Regions from separate parts of the Danio rerio genome. Here all the other regions are linked to region 1. The links are chromatin contacts, called in public Hi-C maps. All regions are on one chromosome and are shown on one strand. Each heading gives the region's core, a stretch centred on a gene start, on an enhancer-like site or on the middle of the called end of the contact. The rest is flanking DNA. Distances are from core to core; before and after follow the strand shown.

Region 1 (2,948 bases), core at 109-2,608:
GCGCGCGCACACACACAAACACACATACACACAAATATATATTTTTTGTTTTATAAATAGATACAATATTACAGTAGAAAGAAAAAACTTAATCAACCTTCATCTTTGGTCTTGACTGCTTGCCTTGGTAGATACACTGTATTGGTTAAAAAAAACTATTAGAAAGTACAGTATATTGAATTATTACAGCAACTGACTGATGAAAGATTAAAATTGTTATTTTGGTGGTTGGTTTGGATTAATCAGTGACATTTACAGTACTGGCATGATTGTTGTTTCCATATAAAATGTTCATTTAAAAATAAATATTGCAGTAATCTGGCTAGATTTATGTACAGCAAATCAAAAATCTAATTAAAGCACGGAGCATTGTTAAAGTTAAATGTTCTGGTTTAGATAACTCAGATTTTCCTGTAGCTAACCATACCTCAGTTTACAGACAGAATACACCCACTAATCAGTAAAATAATACAAAATTAAGAAAATAAATATTGTTTATTTAGAATCTGGTTAGTAACACTCACCTAGTTGAGAGCTGTAACAAAATCCACTTAAAAACATTAATATCAAAATTGTGAAGTACATGGTGTTTTCTGTCTTTTTTAGAAAGAGGAAGTGCAGAGAAAGAGGAAGTAAAAAATATATTTTCCTTTCTTCTTTTTTTAAAAAGATGGACACAAGTGTGTTAGCTTTTCTTGCAAAGAGGAAACGTGTTTTGAAACAATGATGTGCAAATTTACAATTATATAATTTTTGAATGACTGCATCTACTGAAATATCTATTTATTACAAGTATATACTGTAATGTTTTTAAAAGGGATTAAGCCGAAAAGGAAATGAATGAATAAATGAATGCTTTTAATAATCAAGACAGATGTTAAACACAACATACAGTACTGACATTGTAGACTATTTGCTTAAGATAAGGTATTTATCAGCAGCATCATTTTATATTTGAAAACAGATTAACTGAAAATGGCACATAAAACATTTCACATAGCAAAGTTAAACTTAGATTAAGTAAGATCACAGTTATGTTTGTGTCTTTTAAATGTCTCATTGTGTTTTTTCTTCACACTTGCAGGGCTAGAATTGCTTAGGGCTCCCAAATCACTAAATCCGCCCCTGTATGTACGGATTAAATGCATTTATCTATTTTAATTTATTCATTCATGTATATAGACTTTTTTTATCATATGGAAGTTGTTTGGTCGATTTATTTTTTTTAACATTGTACGAATGTATGATTCCTGGGGATTAATTTGGATCTATTTTGTGTTATAAAGGGCTAAAAATGTGTAAATACTGCCCTCTGCTGGCTATGTTTCAACAAGAAAAAAGTATGTTTTATTGCGCGACCTACTTGAAAAAAAAAAAAAAACGTTTTAACATTTTTTTACAACATATTATACTCAAGTGCATGAAGGTATTTTCATTCTGAACAAACGGTTTGTTTTATATTTGTTTTATTTCACCATCATAAAAAACACATGTAACGTTAGCGTAAAAAAACAAGTAGCTTCCCACTTTAATTTCACAAACAGTGAATGAAAATAAAAACGTCAAACGAGACTATTTAAACTGAATTATGGTAGTAAAAAAAGTAAAATAATATGCAATAAAAAAAACGTTTTGAACTCTCGCGACAACTCGTGAATGACACTGGGAAAAGTAAACATAAAATATGGCGACTTCCGTAACTGCAAATCTTATTACAGTTCATATTTTGTTGTTTAATAACTTTGCCCAGTGGATGCCCGAGTCTCTTCAGAGAGCAGCGTTGATGAAGTGACATACGTCTGTCTGTAAACGGACAAATCTAAAGAAACGATTCGCATGAACATTAACTACAACGTAAATGAATCGACTCTTGAAACGCCTACTGTATTGTTATACTGCACGACAGAAGTAGTAGTAGTATGGGGTAGTACTGTAGTATGCTATTCAGAATAGCTTAAGCCACCTACCCACGTCATTCTCGATTATGACCAAAACCATGACTTAGCAGTCGTTTTGTTCCCACCCATTTGACATGAACTCGTATTCGTGTTTCGCCTCTTCAGTATCCAGTAATAATTAACTCTGCAGAAGTGCAGAATTAACTTTACTCTGAATGTTCGTCTAAAGACTTGCCGTTAAAGAAAAATGACTGAACGAATGTTTGAAGAGAAACAACATGCCTCCCTCTATCAACAATATCGATTCGCACCACCGGATGAGCTGAAGGAGCTTATTCTTCAGTATCTGGACAAAAAGGTAAGATCAGCCGCGAGGTTTTGTTCGAGGTTTTGTGTGCACGACAGCTGAATCAGTACGTTTATTAAGGCCCTTCCAAAATATGAATCGCCTACATTATATAGTTAAATAATCTACATGTTATGCATCTTGGTAAAATAATAGGGCTAAACTTAATTTACATTAATAATTATAATAATTCTTGTGCTTTTGATAATAAACATTCTTCGACCCATCCTAACGATGACATTAATTTAATAATTAACGTTAATTATTACAATTTTAAAGTTGCTTTAATTCTTGAAAAGAATGTGGTGTTTTTTTTTTTTTTTTGAAGGGATAGTTCATCTTAAAATAAAAAAATTGACTTAAGTGCCCTCAAGCAAAGATTTATAGTTTTGCATATTTTAAATAGTTATTTATTATTATTATTATTTTTTTTTTGCTGTACATTTTCGCTTCATTAATGTTTTTTTTTTCTTACAGTCGTTTTCATTTCAGTAATTCTAGTTTAACAGAATTAAACTAGAGTTAACGGAACATTTTTACTTAAGTAATTTACATTTGATCTTTTAAATTGTCTCAAATATAATATTCATTGATTAAAACAATTTTCACAGAAAGGAAAGCCCCATCAGCTGGCTGTGGATTTAGGCTGCGGGACAGGGCAAACCTCTCGCCCTCTGACACCATACTTTCAGCAGGTGGTGGGC
Region 2 (2,723 bases), core at 17-2,516, 550 kb before region 1:
TTTATACGAGAATCACATAAACATCATACACATATACTCCTTACATATATACACACTCGATACATCCTATACATATACACTCCATGCATATACACATACTCAAGATACAAGATACATTCTATACATATACAATTATTCTAAGTATACCCTCGTATACTCGCTTGTTTAGCTGATTTGCTGATCCTGTAACTATTGACTTACATTGACATTCATTTATTTTATTTTCGGCTTAGTCCATTTATTAATCTGGGGTCGCCACAGCGGAATGAACCACCAACTTATCTAGCACATGTTTTATGCAGCAGATGCCCTTCCAGCTACAACCCATCTCTGGGAAACATCCAAACAACTCATTAATACTCATACACTACGGACAATTTAGCCAACCCAATTCACCTGTACCGCATGTCTTTGGACTGTGGGGGAAACCAGAGCACCCAAAGGAAACCCACGCAAATGCAGGGAGAAGATGCAAATTCCACACAGAAGCACCAACTGACCCAGCCGAGGCTTGAACCAGTGACCTTCACTTCCTTCTGTGCCACAGCATTGACATATTTGTTTTTCATTTCATGGAAGTTAATAGATACAGGTAACTGATATTAATGAGTCAAAGAAACATTGACTTTCGTATTTTTTAATTTTTTTATTTTGAGTACTTTCATTTAAAAATTAGGATGGGTGTTATAGTAGGCTACACCAGCCTTTTTAATTTTAGGATTACACCACTGACACTAACCATAATAAAACCATAGTAGACTATTTGTATTAAAATACAAATAAATATATAATATAAGAGTTTAAGAAAGAGTTTTGACATTTTTGACGTTACTGTAACTTCTTGACATGGTAGATTTCAGGTACACTTGCAGATTATGATCGAAGGAAACAATGTTGTGGCACAGATATATATATATATATATATATATATATATATATATATATATATATATATATATATATATATATATATATATATATATATATATATATATATATATATATATATATATATATATATATATATATATATATATATATGATGTTGTGGAGTCATTATTCTGTGATAATATCAGACTCTGTAGTAGGCTATCACATTTTTCTGGAAGTTAACTATTATATCCATGAACCATGAATTTATTTTGTAGCCCAAGATGCATCAAGGAATACCATGATACTTTTTGTGATGTTTTCATTTAAAAACGACATTTGTACATAAAAAACGGCAATCGGAACCATTTATCGCTGGATGTTGTTTCACCCGGTGAGCATTTCCGCTGACGGAACTGAATGTGACAGATTGTAAACAGTATCGGGTGAGTCATTTTCCCGTATTAATTAACCGTTTCTCGCGCTTTACATGTGCGCACGTATTATTTTAGCGATTATCTCATTATAACCAAAACATAAACCTGTTATAATCGCCTGGAGGTTAACGCGTTCAGATGACACAAATGTCATTGGCAGATGATGTAGCGGTGTGCTAACTAGCAGCATGAAGTCATCGGCTGAACTGATAAACTCAGCGACTTGTGAATTAAAGCACCAATTATTTTATAAGAAACACGCATGAATGTTAGACTTTGTTCAAACCTAGACATATAATTGAAATTCACGTGTATATTACCTGCTGCTTTCTTGTTTGATTTTAACTGCAAGTAATGTGCCATGGCAGTTCTCACAAGATATGAAATATGATTGTTCATGAATCTTGTCGGTTTAAGTATTTTCTAATGTTTATCATTTGTAAATAGCTTCTGGTGTAAACAGGCAGATGCATGTAAGAGCAGCATAGCTCGTAGTTTTACATATAGAGGTGAAGTTAGTTTATATTCACACATTCAATCTTTCTCCTTAATAACATAATTTCACAAAAAAATATTATTTGCAAATGATTATTTCTAAAAAATTAAATCATACTAGCAGACAATGATTATCAAAGTATAACATTGTTTTAGAGCATCTCAAAATGGCATGGGAAGAGGATCTCGGAGCAGAAATTGAAAATTGGTAATGGGAGGAAGCACATGAACAAGTTCATTCTAGTTCAGTGTGTATCAGACATGGTTTAATACAATCTAAGATTCTGCACAGACTCCACTTACCTAAATTAAAGCTCTCTTAAGATGTTCCCTGTCATAGACCCACTATGTGATAGATGCAATCAAACCCAGGCATCGCTTGGTCATATGTTTTGGAGTTGTTCTAAAATTGTTAATTATTGGATTTCAGTTTTTGAATTAACATCAGAAGTGGTGGGAAAACAAATATACCCTGGGCCTCTTTTAGCTATATTTGGTGTCAGTGATAATTCAGATTTATCTAATAATCAACGTACAGTGATTAGAATTATTACCCTTTTGGCACGTAGATTGATTTTACTAAATTGGAAACTTAAAGATCCTCCATGTTTCTCCACAATAATAAAAGATGTCATGTCCTGTCTAGAACTTGAGAAGCTAAGGCTTTCCCTAAAAATAAAACAGAATTTCCAAAGAATTTCCATGTAGTATGGAATCCATTTATTGAGTACTTTATAAAGAGAGCAGTGATTGAACCGTTATTAAAAACACTTCAAATATGTTTGCTTTAATTTTTATTTTTTTACTTTTTTTTTCTTCTTTTCTTTCTCTTCTTTCTGTTTTTTGCCCCTTCCCCCACATTTCTCTGTTTTTTTTTTTAGTTCTCTTATACATATAGTAACATGATGCTACAACTTTGGG
Region 3 (2,943 bases), core at 357-2,856, 580 kb before region 1:
GGAAGGTGTTCTGCGGGGCCAGCAGACCTCTCATCACAGGCATCCTGGTGCGGGTCGACTGCGTCCTCCTCCCGCCTCTGCGCCCAGCAGGGGCAGCGGAGTCCTGCTCAGCCCCGAACCCGGGTAAGAATCGGGATGTTCCGGGCGCGCATCCTAGACCCTGCAGGAGCGCCCCGATCCGTGATACGCGCGGCTCCACTTTGGCAGCTTAACAGTGACCATATCCTTCAGAGGAAAGCCTACATATCTGCCTTACATTCTTTCATAGAGAGGGTGAAAATCCGCGTACGTGTCTCTGTAAATCAGGTGTTTGGAGACGAGATGAACCTGTGCGTAACGGCAGCGTTGGAGACAGAAGCTCTGACTGGTGAAGCGACTGCGCACTGATGCCGTGTGGACTCCGGTGTGCCACCACGATCCCTTCTCTACATCTATATTACTGGTTTTCTCTAGTTGCTATAACCAGCAGATGTCATGTCACGTGGTGAGCAGAGTCTGGTGAGGATCCTTCTACTAGTTCATTGTGTTTTTATTATTTATGGAAGATTCTCTATTCAGCTTAAACAGCAGATTCTTTTCAATGAAAAATATCTTAAATTATTAAACATAATGCTGACACTGAAAAGTAGTTAGCAAAACCTGTTATTCCTTTTAAAATATTTTTGAATAAATAGCATAACAGAAAACATATGAAGGGAACTTTGGGTTCAGATCAGATATTGTACAACCTACGAAATATTTTTTTTCTTGAAACCATGTTTTTATTTATGAAAAAAGCAAGTAGGCTAAAGTAATATACGATAAATCATGTTGAGTCAAGGACAAATACAAGTATTTGAATAGCTGAAAATTACAACACTTGACAACTTTAATTAAAACATTTCAAAACACAAACAACCTGTGTTTTAAACCAGATCCATAGCATCTAGCATCCTTGATAAATCAAACAGTGTGTGCAGAAGTGTTCTGCTGGTATCCCTGACTTGCTCTTTTATATTTGATTTGCTGTCAACAATAACAGAGTAACGAGGGGGAATGGGGTTTGTTGTCATTTTCCTGTGCAGTTAAAGAAATTGCAGTCTCTAGACACTGTGCATATAATAAGATTGACAATTTCGCTCGCCTGTGAGGTAGAAATATTTCATATAAACATATGCTACACTTTAAACTATCACAGCATAATAGGCCTTATTTAAATAAGTCATATATGTGCAGTGCAAATCTTAAACTCGCTGTCCTAAAAGTTATGTCACCTTGGCCAGCGGACTCACATTCCAGATGCCCGAAATATTCCAACAGACGACACACTTTAAACTAGCTTATTAATAGGTCATATACATTTTTCTTAACTTGTGTCTTGTTACACACTTTGCCACTTATGGTTATCTTACCTCAGAGATATTTACATTGCAAAAATAATATAATGAAAAGAAAAGGCTTCAGGACGGTAAGGACATTGGGTTGTGGCAGACTGTGGCAATCACAGGGGACCTACTATAAATTGAGTGATGAAATAGCGACACCTACCGTCAAGTTTAAATTCTGCATTCACTCAGGAGATGTCAAACAAACTGCTCGTTTTCATGGGCTCTCCTCCTTACTGCTAAAATAGAGGAGAAACACAGTTTCAGCACATTGAGAGCAGCGTGATTTGAGCATATGGACTCTTCAAGAAACAGAATGCGGTTTGGAGGTTGTATGAACATGTATCTTTCTTAACGTTACCTATTTTACATACTTAACGTCACATTCCACCTTCCGGGAAGTTTGATAAATATATCAACCATTTATTTTGAGTTTAGAGGAACCGCGTTTTATTCTGTTTGTTGGCGTCAAAACGTGGCGTACTTTTATGACACGCCATTACATTTAGCTTATTCTACAATGTGAACCGCATGTAACGTTAACGTTAGCCGATGATAAAAATTGGTAGATTAGAAGAAAGGATCACCGAAATGCGATAAAGGTGAGTGGAAATGCACCGAAGTCTTCCAAAACAGGCAGGGCTTGATCACGTTGGCGGTAACTAATGGTCAATTGTCATGTAACGTTAGGATTGAATTCGATTGGTACAACAAAATTTTAATTTTCAGCTCTTCTTTTTGTTTTTAGTTTTATATATAAATAGTTATAAGTTCGTGTAAATGTTGTTTATTATGTGTAAAAAATAATTAACTACACAGACGAGGCATTGCATTAATCACGTGGTATGTGATACTTTTCTACTAGTTGAATAGATGTAACCAATCACAGTTTAAGATTAACTAACGAAATATAAAACTTGCCAATTAACTCAAAACATAATAATTGTAAAACAGATAAAAACAGCCGCAAAACATAATAAATATAAAAAAACAGACACAAAGTTTTAAAAACAATATTACAAACGCAGATTTTTTAGAAAGGGATAGTTAATTTTAAAAATGGGTGGACAGGACAACTGTTACTATATTGACTTCAATAATATTTGTTTTTCCAACTTTGGGTGTTAATGGCTACAGGCAGGCCCGGATTAAGAACTCAGGGGCCCCTGGGCACATTATCTTGTAAGGCCCCCTACCTGGCCGCACCCCTATAGTTGAATTTAAAAAATAAGAATAATATAATAATTTTTAAATAAAATGAATCTATAATTTGTTGCCCACATATTTAAATAAATAATATATAGTACATATGTATTTATAGTCTGCAAAGATTTAAATTATTTTTCAAAGCATTAAATAAAAATACTAATAAAACTACATATACATATATATATATATATATATATATATATATATATATATATATATATATATATATATATATATATATATATTATTTTTTAATATATTTTAATATATATATATATTTTTTAAGGGTATTTTAGTGTATTGCTTTTACAAACTTATAAAGCATATTATTGCCATGGCATATAACGCACAATGCTTCTCCAATCCAGTT

What was found. Hi-C and Micro-C count contacts between places; a contact is called where the count stands out from the background.
Region 2: a Hi-C map of an unstated tissue shows a contact between it and region 1, with 6 times the contacts expected there. The contact joins the promoter of plekhm3 here to the promoter of LOC100537744 in region 1. A contact is called at or near these places in 3 of 18 Hi-C or Micro-C datasets (caudal fin, embryo and an unstated tissue).
Region 3: a Hi-C map of hematopoietic stem cells shows a contact between it and region 1, with 3 times the contacts expected there. The contact joins the promoter of kcnh3 here to the promoter of LOC100537744 in region 1. A contact is called at or near these places in 2 of 18 Hi-C or Micro-C datasets (caudal fin and hematopoietic stem cells) and 1 of 4 datasets of contacts at active chromatin or transcription factors (caudal fin).

The regions. Positions count from the first base shown.
Region 1 is chr9:30,358,550-30,361,497 of GRCz12tu, forward strand. LOC100537744 reads right to left here and starts at 1,359. Exons shown (of 8, transcript XM_073912777.1): 1 at 525-1,359. The coding sequence starts at 585. zgc:162396 reads left to right here and starts at 2,018. Exons shown (of 6, transcript NM_001044782.2): 1 at 2,018-2,256; 2 at 2,856-2,948. The coding sequence starts at 2,146.
Region 2 is chr9:29,813,142-29,815,864 of GRCz12tu, forward strand. plekhm3 (pleckstrin homology domain containing, family M, member 3) reads left to right here and starts at 1,267. Exons shown (of 8, transcript XM_021474190.3): 1 at 1,267-1,316.
Region 3 is chr9:29,777,035-29,779,977 of GRCz12tu, forward strand. It overlaps kcnh3 (potassium voltage-gated channel, subfamily H (eag-related), member 3), which reads right to left and starts at 1,607. Exons shown (of 15, transcript XM_073912773.1): 1 at 1,528-1,607. idh1 (isocitrate dehydrogenase (NADP(+)) 1) reads left to right here and starts at 1,565. Exons shown (of 9, transcript NM_201499.1): 1 at 1,565-1,693. The coding sequence starts at 1,660.